Linked DNA regions of Zea mays: region 2 is linked to region 1. Evidence: chromatin contacts called from public Hi-C data. All regions are on one chromosome and are shown on one strand. Each heading gives the region's core, a stretch centred on a gene start, on an enhancer-like site or on the middle of the called end of the contact. The rest is flanking DNA. Distances are from core to core; before and after follow the strand shown. Region 1 holds the start of LOC100274516. Region 2 holds the start of LOC100279038 (Nucleobase-ascorbate transporter 3).

The links. Hi-C and Micro-C count contacts between places; a contact is called where the count stands out from the background.
Region 2: a Hi-C map of ear shows a contact between it and region 1, with 1.8 times the contacts expected there. The contact joins the promoter of LOC100279038 here to the promoter of LOC100274516 in region 1. A contact is called at or near these places in 2 of 25 Hi-C or Micro-C datasets (ear and tassel).

Annotation. Positions count from the first base shown.
Region 1 is chr1:166,301,882-166,307,168 of Zm-B73-REFERENCE-NAM-5.0, forward strand. LOC100274516 reads right to left here and starts at 3,271. Exons shown (of 7, transcript NM_001148873.2): 1 at 2,927-3,271; 2 at 1,133-1,419; 3 at 527-713; 4 at 260-328. The coding sequence starts at 3,217.
Region 2 is chr1:166,456,258-166,461,297 of Zm-B73-REFERENCE-NAM-5.0, forward strand. It overlaps LOC100279038 (Nucleobase-ascorbate transporter 3), which reads left to right and starts at 2,516. Exons shown (of 15, transcript XM_008663185.4): 1 at 2,516-3,782; 2 at 3,865-4,618; 3 at 4,903-5,040. The coding sequence starts at 4,948.

The DNA of each region.
Region 1 (5,287 bases), core at 2,021-4,520:
TGATGAGGAAAGAAGAAAATGGGAAATATCTGGTGCAAAGGGCCTCTCTCATTTGGCTGCACCCTTAGCAGATCTTTAGGGTGGCTTTTTGGTAGTTTGGTTTGTTTTCTGATGGATCTCTTTGTGTATGCCTGCTACTGGCCTCCGTAAGGAGGTTTTTTTGTATTTGGTCTTCTATAGAGCTTTTCTATCTGCTTAAAATATGATGGGACTCAGTTCTCCTGCGCACTCGGAAAAAAAAAATCTTGACATGATATACCTTTTCTGGGCGGAACTGTGCAACTGAAATAAGAACAGGAGGTGTTGTTGGTCTTTCCAGGGGAAGCATCTGCGTTGTAAACCAAAGGTTTCAGATGAAAACCAATAAAATTTTCTTTATTTTATTTAATTTAATGACGTATTAGGTTATCAGGAAGAATAATTAGTTAATTTGCTTCCAAAATTTGTTCAGATAATGAGCACATAACAGATTGATTAGGATTCATAAGAAAAGTTAGCAACACAGATGGCTGCAGTCTAGACATGCCTGAAGAGCAGAAGTATCGCATGGAGGGTACACCCTCTTAGTACGCTCTGGGATCTTCCAAATATTTGTGATGTGGGATCTTGTCCATGAGGAATTAACCATTACAAGATGCGCACATGAACCCACCAGACCATATAACCAACTGAATATGGTATAGTAGAGGATTTTACATCGGGATAGCCAAATGCTACAGTAGAATGAGTGCCCAATTAGTTTTCATGGTCATTATTGTTACATAAGAACAGAAAGATATAATGATTGATACATATTGAGAAACAAAGATAATTAATAGCTACGGAAACAGCAAAAGACATCTAGATTGCAAAAACCAATGAGTGGCAAAATAATTACTAGTTGAACATTACTTGATCCTATTAATCTAAATGTGACATCTTAAGAAGGACAAAGCATGTGTTAATAAAGAGCGTAGGATAGATTAAGACAGCACTGAGGACAAACATGCATGGTTAGCTAGCACATTATGGTGATTTTATCATGTTTTGCAATTTTTTTCTCAGATACAGTAATGCCTCTTGTTTTTTCCTGTATTAATATACTAGTGCACGATAAGAAGAGTTGAAACTAATCACTCTGAGCAGTGCATACCTCCCTGCGATAAGAGAATTGTTATTATACATAGAACTGCGGTGCTTAACACGTTCAACCATATCAGAACTGATTGTAGGGTAATGAGTATAGCAGATGACTTTGCAACCAAATAGCCGAGCTAGTGGATACGCAAAAGCATAGCCACTTGTATCAAAGTAAAACTGCGGGGTAAATTTAGTAAGGGCTTCCCATGCAAGATAAACAGAGCCAAGACTTTGCCCGATCATTGTGAAGTGGGGATACGTGCTTGCTTCGATCCACTTTCTCTTATTCAAGTGAACAACCTGAAAAATACAGCCCAAACAAATCGTTAACAGTGCTGGTATATCACATCTGCAAAAAGAAATTATTTAATTAATTTCATAAACACAATAGGGAATTGGAGTAGAAAGGTAACACACATTTCCCTCACTCTGAATATAATGATACTGGATTACATCCCTACATACACTGGACTTAGTTTAACTTTTTCAGACTGTATTTGGCATTATTGTTATTTAATTTCACTAACTTTATCAGCAATGGATTCAGACTATATCATTAATTTTACATGCGCATCTCAGGAACTGCCGGCTACCATTGTCTATTTTTTGTACCATAGAATGTATTTACACCAGCAATAACAACAACCAGTTGTGAATCAGGAAGCAATGATATACAGCCCCACGGTTTTAAAGTCGTCCGACTAATCGCGATTAGTCACAATTAGTCGGCCTTATCGCCGGAGTAAGCACGATTAGGGGCTTCGACTCGACTAGGGTGACTAGGAAGCGATTAGTCGTCCTAGTCACTGACTAATCACGATTAGTCGCCCGATTAGGGGTTATGTCCGACTAGCTTATATCTGTTTTGGGCCAGTAATTCGCTCTCTGTTCTATGGGCCGGCCCACCATCTTTGCAGAAAGTAGAAAACTTGTGTTGCCCTATCTGTACCACAGTAGCCGTCGTCCCTTCTCCAGCGCGCAGCTGCGCCCCCTCGGCTCCGGCGGCCCTCTGCTCCGGTTGTGCCCCCTCTGCTCTAGTGCGCGGCTGCTGCAGAGGCCTCTGCTAGAGCCGATCCCCTCTAGTGTGCGACGCTCGCCTCTGCTTCAGGTCCCCACCGGAGTCCACCCTCCAGTGCGCGTCCGTCCTCCACTAATCCATTCCACCTCCTCCATTAGACTTCTTCAGAGTGAATCAGTTTAGACTTCTTCTGAGTTCACAGTTCAGACTTTCAAAGTCTGTTGTTCTGCTACAGCTATAGTATATTGTTTTACTGCTGTCCTGCTACAGCTATAGTGTATTGCTTTATTGCAGTCCTGGTACAACTATAGGACGACTAGGCTCGACTAATCACGATTAATCACCTTCTCGGTGCTCAGGCGACTAGAGTCGACTAGCCGACTTTAAAACCTTGTACAGCCCCAAAGGTTCAAGTAGGAAGCAAGAATAGTGTACAGCATAATTCCACTACAAGAACATAACTCCTAACACAGCTAACAGCAGGTGCCAAGGAATACAGGGAGCCACGCGAAAAGTACGAGTGTTCCACCATCGCTGGATAACAGATTTTCTGGAGCAATATCATGCAGAATTGAGAGTCAGTATAAGTAAGCAGGCCCTAATATGAAGCGGATTTCCAAAGTGGCACAATGCTCAACTGAAATCACAGGGCACAACTAATCAGCTGCATTAACATCAGCCATTTCAACTTAGCCGATGCAACTTTGCACGACGTCAAACAGCGAGATCCATTTTTTTCTCTCTTTACTTACAAAGGAGGCAATCCCGACTGATCAGGCAGCACCGTACCTGCGGCGGGCGGAGGAGACGGACACCGAACCGGTCGAGAGCGCGTGCGGCGAGGGCCTCGGGCGCCGCATCGGCATCGCCGGTGTAGACAGCGCAGGGGAGGTCCGGGCAAAGCTCCTGCACGGCGCGCACCGCACACCAGAGCACGCGCTCGCCTCCGCCGCCGTCGTTGGTGTACGGGTGGAAGAAACCGGCGGCGTATGCGGGGTGGCGACAAGAGATTAGGAGGCGCCGAAGCGCGGCGGCGAAGAGGGCGGAGAGGACGGCGACGAGGCCTACCAAGATCGCCATGGACGCGACTGCGAGTCTAGTTGGGCTCTCCCGAGAAGAGAGTTAATTTTTTTAACGTTTGCAGAGCTTGGCCCATGGGCCAAGAATTGACTTACAAAAATAAACTTATGCAAAAGCATCTCCAAATAGTTATATAAACAACTCTCTAAATATGAATTTAAAAAGTTTTCTAGAAAAACTCTTATTCAACAGTTATGTAAATAAGATCTCTAAATTTACAAAACTCCCTACAAAATTCAATTTCATTTCTACATTTATCAACCTCGTCAGGCATCTCTAAATCAATGTTAGTGCTAAGTGAAAGGGAAATAGGGTCAAACCTTTTCCTAAATGATTTTGGTGGTTGAATTGACCAACACAAATAATTGGACTAACTAGTTTGCTCTAGATTACATGTTCTACAGGTGCCAAAGGTTCAACACAAACCAATAAAAAGTTAAAGTTAGGGTTCAAAAAGAAAGGAGCAAAACCAACCGAAGGCTGCCCTGGTCTGGCGCACCGGACTGTCCGGTGTGCCAGGGAGATCAACTCTGAACTGCTCAGCTTCGGGTTTTTGGAGAGCCACTCCGCTATAATTCACCAGACTGTCTGGTGTAGCAACGGACTGTCCGGTGTGCCATGCGGAGCAACGTCTATTGCGCCAACGATCGTCTACAAAAGTAAACAGTGAACGTGAACAGTGCGCGTACAGCGCGCGCAGAGTCAGAGCAGCACCAGAAGGCGCACCGGACAGTGAACAGTGACTGTCCGGTGCGGCACCAGACTGTCCGGTGCCCAAATCTGTCAGAGCTCCAAAGGTCGAAACCATCAGAACCCTAACGGTTGGGTGACGTGGCTGGCGCACCGGACAGTGTCCGGTGGCGCACCAGACTGTCCGGTGCGCCCATCGACAGACAACCTCATCAATCTTAGCATTTGCCATGATAATATCTCCAACCTTAGAAATGAGAATGCAAAATTAATTGCTAAGGTTGAGAAGTTAAATGTTTGTGATGATTCTCTTGTCAACCTCAAAAAAGATAATGCTAGTTTGACTTCTAAAATTGACAAGTTGAATAAATCACTTTCTAGCCTTAAGATTGAGAATGATAATTTAATTGCTAAGGCTAAGGATTTAAATGTTTGCAATGATTCTATTTCCAATCTTAGAAATGAGGATGCCATGTTACATGCTAAGATTGATGAATTAAATGCTTGCAAACCCTCTACATCTACTGTTAGCCATGTTTCCATTTGTACTAGATGTAGAGACATTAATGTTGATGCTATCCATGATCACCTAGCTTTAATTAAACAACAAAATGATCACATAGCTCAACTAAGTGCTAAAATTAATGAGCATAACTTAGAAAATGAAAATTTTAAATTTGCTAGAAGTATGCTCTATAGTGGGAGACGCTCTGGCATTAAGGATGACATTGGCTTCCAACAGAGAGACAATGTCAAGCTTAATGCCCCTAAGAAATTGTCTAACTTTGTTAAAGGCAAAGCTCCCATGGTTCAGGATAACGAGGGCTATATTTTATATCTTGTTGGTTATCCCGAACATAAGATTAGGAGAATTCATTCTAGGAAGTCCCACTCTGGCTCTCATCATGCTTTTATGTATAAGAGTGAGGCATCTAGTTCTAGGCAATCCACTCATGTTAAATTGCCTAAAAAGAAATCTCCTATTGCATCAAATGAACCTAATGTTTCTTTTAAAACTTTTGATGCTTCTTATGTGCTCACTAACAAATCAGGCAAAGTAGTTGTCAAATATGTTGGGGGTAAATACAAGGGGTCAAAGACTTGTGTTTGGGTACCCAAGGTGCTTGTTTCTAATGTGAAAGGGCCCAAGACCGTTTGGGTACCTAAGAACAAGGCATAAACTTGTTTTGTAGGTTTATGCATCCGGGGGCTCAAGTTGGATCATTGATAGCGGGTGCACAAACCACATGACTGGGGAGAAAAGGATGTTCTCCTCCTATGAGAAAAACAATGATCCCAAAAGAGCTATCACATTCGGGGATGGAAATCAAGGTTTGGTCAAAGGAATTGGTAAAATTGCTATATCACCTGACCATTCTA
Region 2 (5,040 bases), core at 1,266-3,765, 150 kb after region 1:
ATCGAATCTAAAAAACTTGATTTTTTGGGTCCATAAACTTTTTAAGTGGTTGATCGTAAGTCTATACCCTCTTGTTTGGCTCTTAGATTAAACTTCCAAATCAATACACTTTTAAGGTGCTCTATCCTAGGTACATAATCCTATGTTTGGTTCTTAGATTTGATATGGCATGTGGAGTCAACAGCCAATACGACATAACATTTGCCAAGCAAATGCTTGTGCCTCGACCACACTACCCTCCTTTTCGCCGTTTGAAGCTTGACATATGTGCATCTACTCTAGAGCTCACCACCACCACCACCATCGAGCTCCTACTATCATCGTTGTTCTTCGCCTTGTGCTTCACATATTATCCTAAAAATGAGCTATACTGAGTTTGTTTCTTTCTCTTCTACTCTTTGCGCCCATTGAACACATAGAAACCATGTTGGAGCTCCAAGCCTATTGTACTATAGCTTCTATGATAGAACTTTTGAGCTTGTGTGCATCGTTGTTCCCATTGGTATAGGCCATCACCATTCAACAAGTGTGTGGTTGAGTCCACCGCGATCCCCTCATCCCCTGTGCGCACACATATGAGACAAGTCTATGCCAGACCGACCAATTTTGACAAAATCTTATACCTTCTGCCCACTTTTAATCGTTAGACAAAACATGCATGCTTGTGGCCAGCCCGCTACTGGTCTCCATCGAGTAGATTAAAACCACCCTCATGCATGGGTGAGTGATGAAGCTCACATTCCCATCCATTATAGATGAGAAGTGCTCCATTGGTCGAATCAACTCCTCTGTGCCATACTTGGGCCTATGCTGATTTAGGGAATAAAGAAGAGGAAGGATATGGCTATCTAGAAATGCATATCGCAACATCTTCCTAGTGTGCCCCCTATAATTGTATTGTATGTTTCGTGCCACTAGGCCTCCATTGCGTGATACCGTCTCCTACGCTTGTGTCACTTGTCGACGCTTGCTCTCACCATCTTGCACGCTTAGGGCATGTACAACCCCATTTAATATGGGCGGACTTGAGCATGTGTCGTCTGACCCAACCAACTCAATCTGGCCCGCCTAAAAAAACCTGACCCGACCGACCAATACAACGGGCGAGTACGAGCCATTTTTTGACATTCAATAATTTACGACCTGACACATGCCATGATGTTTTTACCCAAAACGCGAAAAAACTTGTCCTAAAGCCAAAAAAACTCGACCCGACCAATACAACGAGAGAGTATGAGCCATAGGTTTTGACCTGCAATAATTTATGGCAGGACACGGGCCATGAGTTTTTACCCAAAACCCAAAAAATCTGTCCTAAAGCCAAAAAAACCCTGATATGACCAATACAATGGGCGAGTACGAGCCATAATTTTTGACCTGCAATAATTTATGGCTGGGCACATGCCATGCTTTTTTTACCCAAAAATCGAAAAAATCAGTCCTAAAGCCAAAAAACCTGACCCAACCCGACATGTCCAACAGAGAGGCACCAACCAACTCGACCCGACACTAGGCACGAATCGAGACACGAGCCATGCTAAACAACCCATGATTCGACCTTAATCTGACCCGACCTTACATTTCAATAGGTCTAAATATGGGGTCTCTTGAGAGGCCTATAGTGGTTAACTAAAAGAAGTATAAGGGACATGATCTATGCGAAGAGCTGGTCTCTGTACAACTCTCTATACATATTATCTCTTAACTACATTTATAATTTAAAGACTCAGAGTTATATCATACGATATCTTAGTTGCCTCTTATATTTAGAAAATTGGTCCGAGAGCTATGAGTTGTATATACCCCAGATAATCCAGAGAATGAAGGAACGAGAAGGGAGACATGAGAGACTTATTACAAATTTCGTGTCATGCGTGTTGTTGGCACTTTTATCACCCCCTTTTCATATGTCAACGCTCACCGACATATTGGCAATACAGAAAACATGTACTACTAGTAAATTACATCGTAGGCGTCCAATTCTACTTTATTTTTATCGTGACGTGTAGTGTACGGTGTGTTACTTATGCTATGGTTGGTTGGTAGAGTCACCCTATGCTTCATAAGATGATGTATCATGAGTTCATCTCATAAATTTTGGTGGAATCAATCCATTCCTCATGTATATACTAATTATTAGCTTATGAGGAATGAGGTGGTGATGAATCAACTTATTTTATTCCACAAACCAAATAAAAAAATAAGGAGTGAGAAGAAGATGTACCACCTCATCTCTCAAACCAAACACATCCTTACTAAACCTATTAATCCACTTCCAAAAAATAAGTGAATCATTTTGTTGTTTTTTCTAATAAACAAAATTACCGTGTTAGGAATATGAAGTTTTCCGGAACAAATTGAATGTTATTTATGGTTAAAACAAAACCATAAGAAAGAGAATGCGCACCGTCTAATAAGGTCGTGTCTAGCAATTCACCTTACACAAAATATTATTTTATACTGTTTTGCATCATATAATGCACAGTGTACATATATTAGTTACCCTTTTATATGGTAATTTGCTGGAAATAGATTAAGAAGGAACATGCTTTTGTGTGGACTGGACCCTGAAGTAGTGAGAGCAGAGCAGGGACAGGGAGACACCTTTCGACGGTCACTCAGAGCTAGCTAGCAAGCGGCCAAAAACTCACACCTCATCCGACCTGGCACGACCACCCCACGGATCGAAAGTGCTACAGACACTAGCACCGTTCAGAAAAAGCTGTAACAAAGAGATCCGTAGGGCAGTGACACCCAGGACAGGGTCGTGGGGTGTTCATCCTTGATTGCCACTGCTAGCTACTGATGAGAGGGCGTCAATCACACAATAAATGTGTTCTTTTCAAGGTCTCTAGGAGACTAATTAAAAAATATAAGAAGCCAGTTTTTCGCGAAGAATTGTCTCTACACGACTCTCTATATATATTATTTTCTGCATCTAGGTTTAGAGTCTCTGAGTTGAATCATATAGTTTTTTAACTGTATCTTATACTTAAAAAATCAGGGTTGTACATACCATCCCTGTGTCTGGATGATCCAAACACGCCGTCCAACGAAGAATGCCCGTGGTGCACAACCGTGAATGAAGGTCAAGATTCAAGAACCAGAAGGTTCTCGGGGTTGTTCGCTTGATTAAAGCCAGTTATTTGGACTTTTGTATCTATAATCTATAGAGACAAAAATATTATAAAAATAATATAGGGACTGTGTTCTACGAGAAAAAAAGGAAAGGAAAACAAGAACTAGTACTACACCAATCTCAAACAAGTCGGTCGTTCTCGGACGTACTCCTACTGATGATGAGACTGAGAGACATGAGGGAGGAGGAAGCGGCCTGCCTGGAACTGACCCACCGTCACCACTGCTGCCCTGCCCACACAGCGATCAATGCTACAAGACACCCTCACTCACCATCCTGGGAATCTGCTGCATTCAATACTCCCTTCCCCAAAACAAGAACTGTCAATGCATGCAGTCCATCCAGCCCTCTCTCTCTCATCAGCCGTCCTGCCCAGCCCAGATCCACCCCATCAACCAGCAGGTCCAGTCCAGCCATCCAACTCCAGCACAGAACGAGAACAGCACCACTGCTGCTGTACTGCTTGCTGTTCGCCTCCCAGCAGTGGAACACCAGCACTTCCCCTTCAGCGTCCAGCCGTCGACCGAGCACACGGCCAGAGCGGTGCCTCGCTTCTGCTTTGGACGCTTGTGATCCAGTAGAGTAACCAGGAAGGAAGCAAATCAACACGGCTGCTAAAAAGAAACCGGCGATTAAACCAGGTGTAAAGTGGTAGTACTAGCCTACTAGGTGTTTTCGAATTCGCAATCTTCTCCTGATCCCCCCCCCCCCCCCCCCCCCCGCAGGCCGCAAGGCTACAAAATCCCCTGCTTGTCCTGTTGCGCCCCGCCGCCGCTGGGTTCCGAGGGAGGGCCAGCCGTAGAAAGGAGATAAGAAGCGAGAAGAGAGCACAGGCAGAGGGAGTGAGGGAAAAGGCGAGAGCGTAGAAAGGTGAGAGCTTTTTTCTTTTCTTTTTTCATCCGATTGCTCCTCGCACTCGCACAGTCGCGCATCTTTTCCGCCCCCACCTCAATCTCTCTGGATTCTCTCGAAGTTTCTTCCTTTTCGAGAGGTGGGAGAGAAGAGACGCCCGCAGCGGCACGAGCTTCTGAATTCCTGTTTTTTTGTTCCTGGTTTTTTGCTTTTGTTTCTGTTCTTGTTCTTGTGTGCGGGTTTGGTTTGGTTTCCGTGCGCCTTTTCTCTTTATTCTAGTGCGCCGATGACGTGAGGCGCCGGGTTTTCAATACTTGCATCCTTTTCGCTGCATTTGTTTAGCGGGAGTTCTTCGAACAAGCAGCGCTGCCGCTGCTTGCGCGAATCTTTGGAGTGAAGCTCCCCGTCACATCAGTCCTCTTCTTCCCCGGTCGTCGTCCTATGCTTGTCCCTGTCTCGGCAATTCTGGGATACTAAAGAGGAATCGGTGAAGGTCCGGTCTTCGATTCCCCGAGATTTGCATCTGAATCTTCTTCTTCTTCTTCTCTTTTGCCTCCATGGAGTCTCTTGCTGCGTGCCACTCCATCGAGCGAGTCTAGCGCGCGCGACACAGTAGCAGCAGCAAAGGTGAACTCTTGCGTCCTTTTTGCTGAGCAATCTTCGGAAAACATGTTCCCAGTTTCCCCCCCTTTCTCGATGAATGAGGAAGAAAAGGTGGCAAGCTTTGAGTGCTGCTCTCGCCATCGGTTTCTTTGCTGGTTTCTCCCCCCTCGCGAATCGCTTGAAATTACAGCATCTTTTTATTTGCCGTTACTACGCCACCCTGAAATCCGAGTGATTAATAGGAAGCTTCCAGGAAAGAGGTGGAGCTTCTTAGGTTTATAATTCGATTCCTCTTTCTCTCGTTGCAGCAGTCCGGTCGGAGAAGCGGAAGTTCGCGTTGCTTTGCTGATCCAATGGGGGAGACCAACGAGCTACCGCCGCCACCCGTGGCCGCGCCGCCGCCCATGATGCCGATGCAGTCCATGATGGTCGGCGCAGGCGCCATC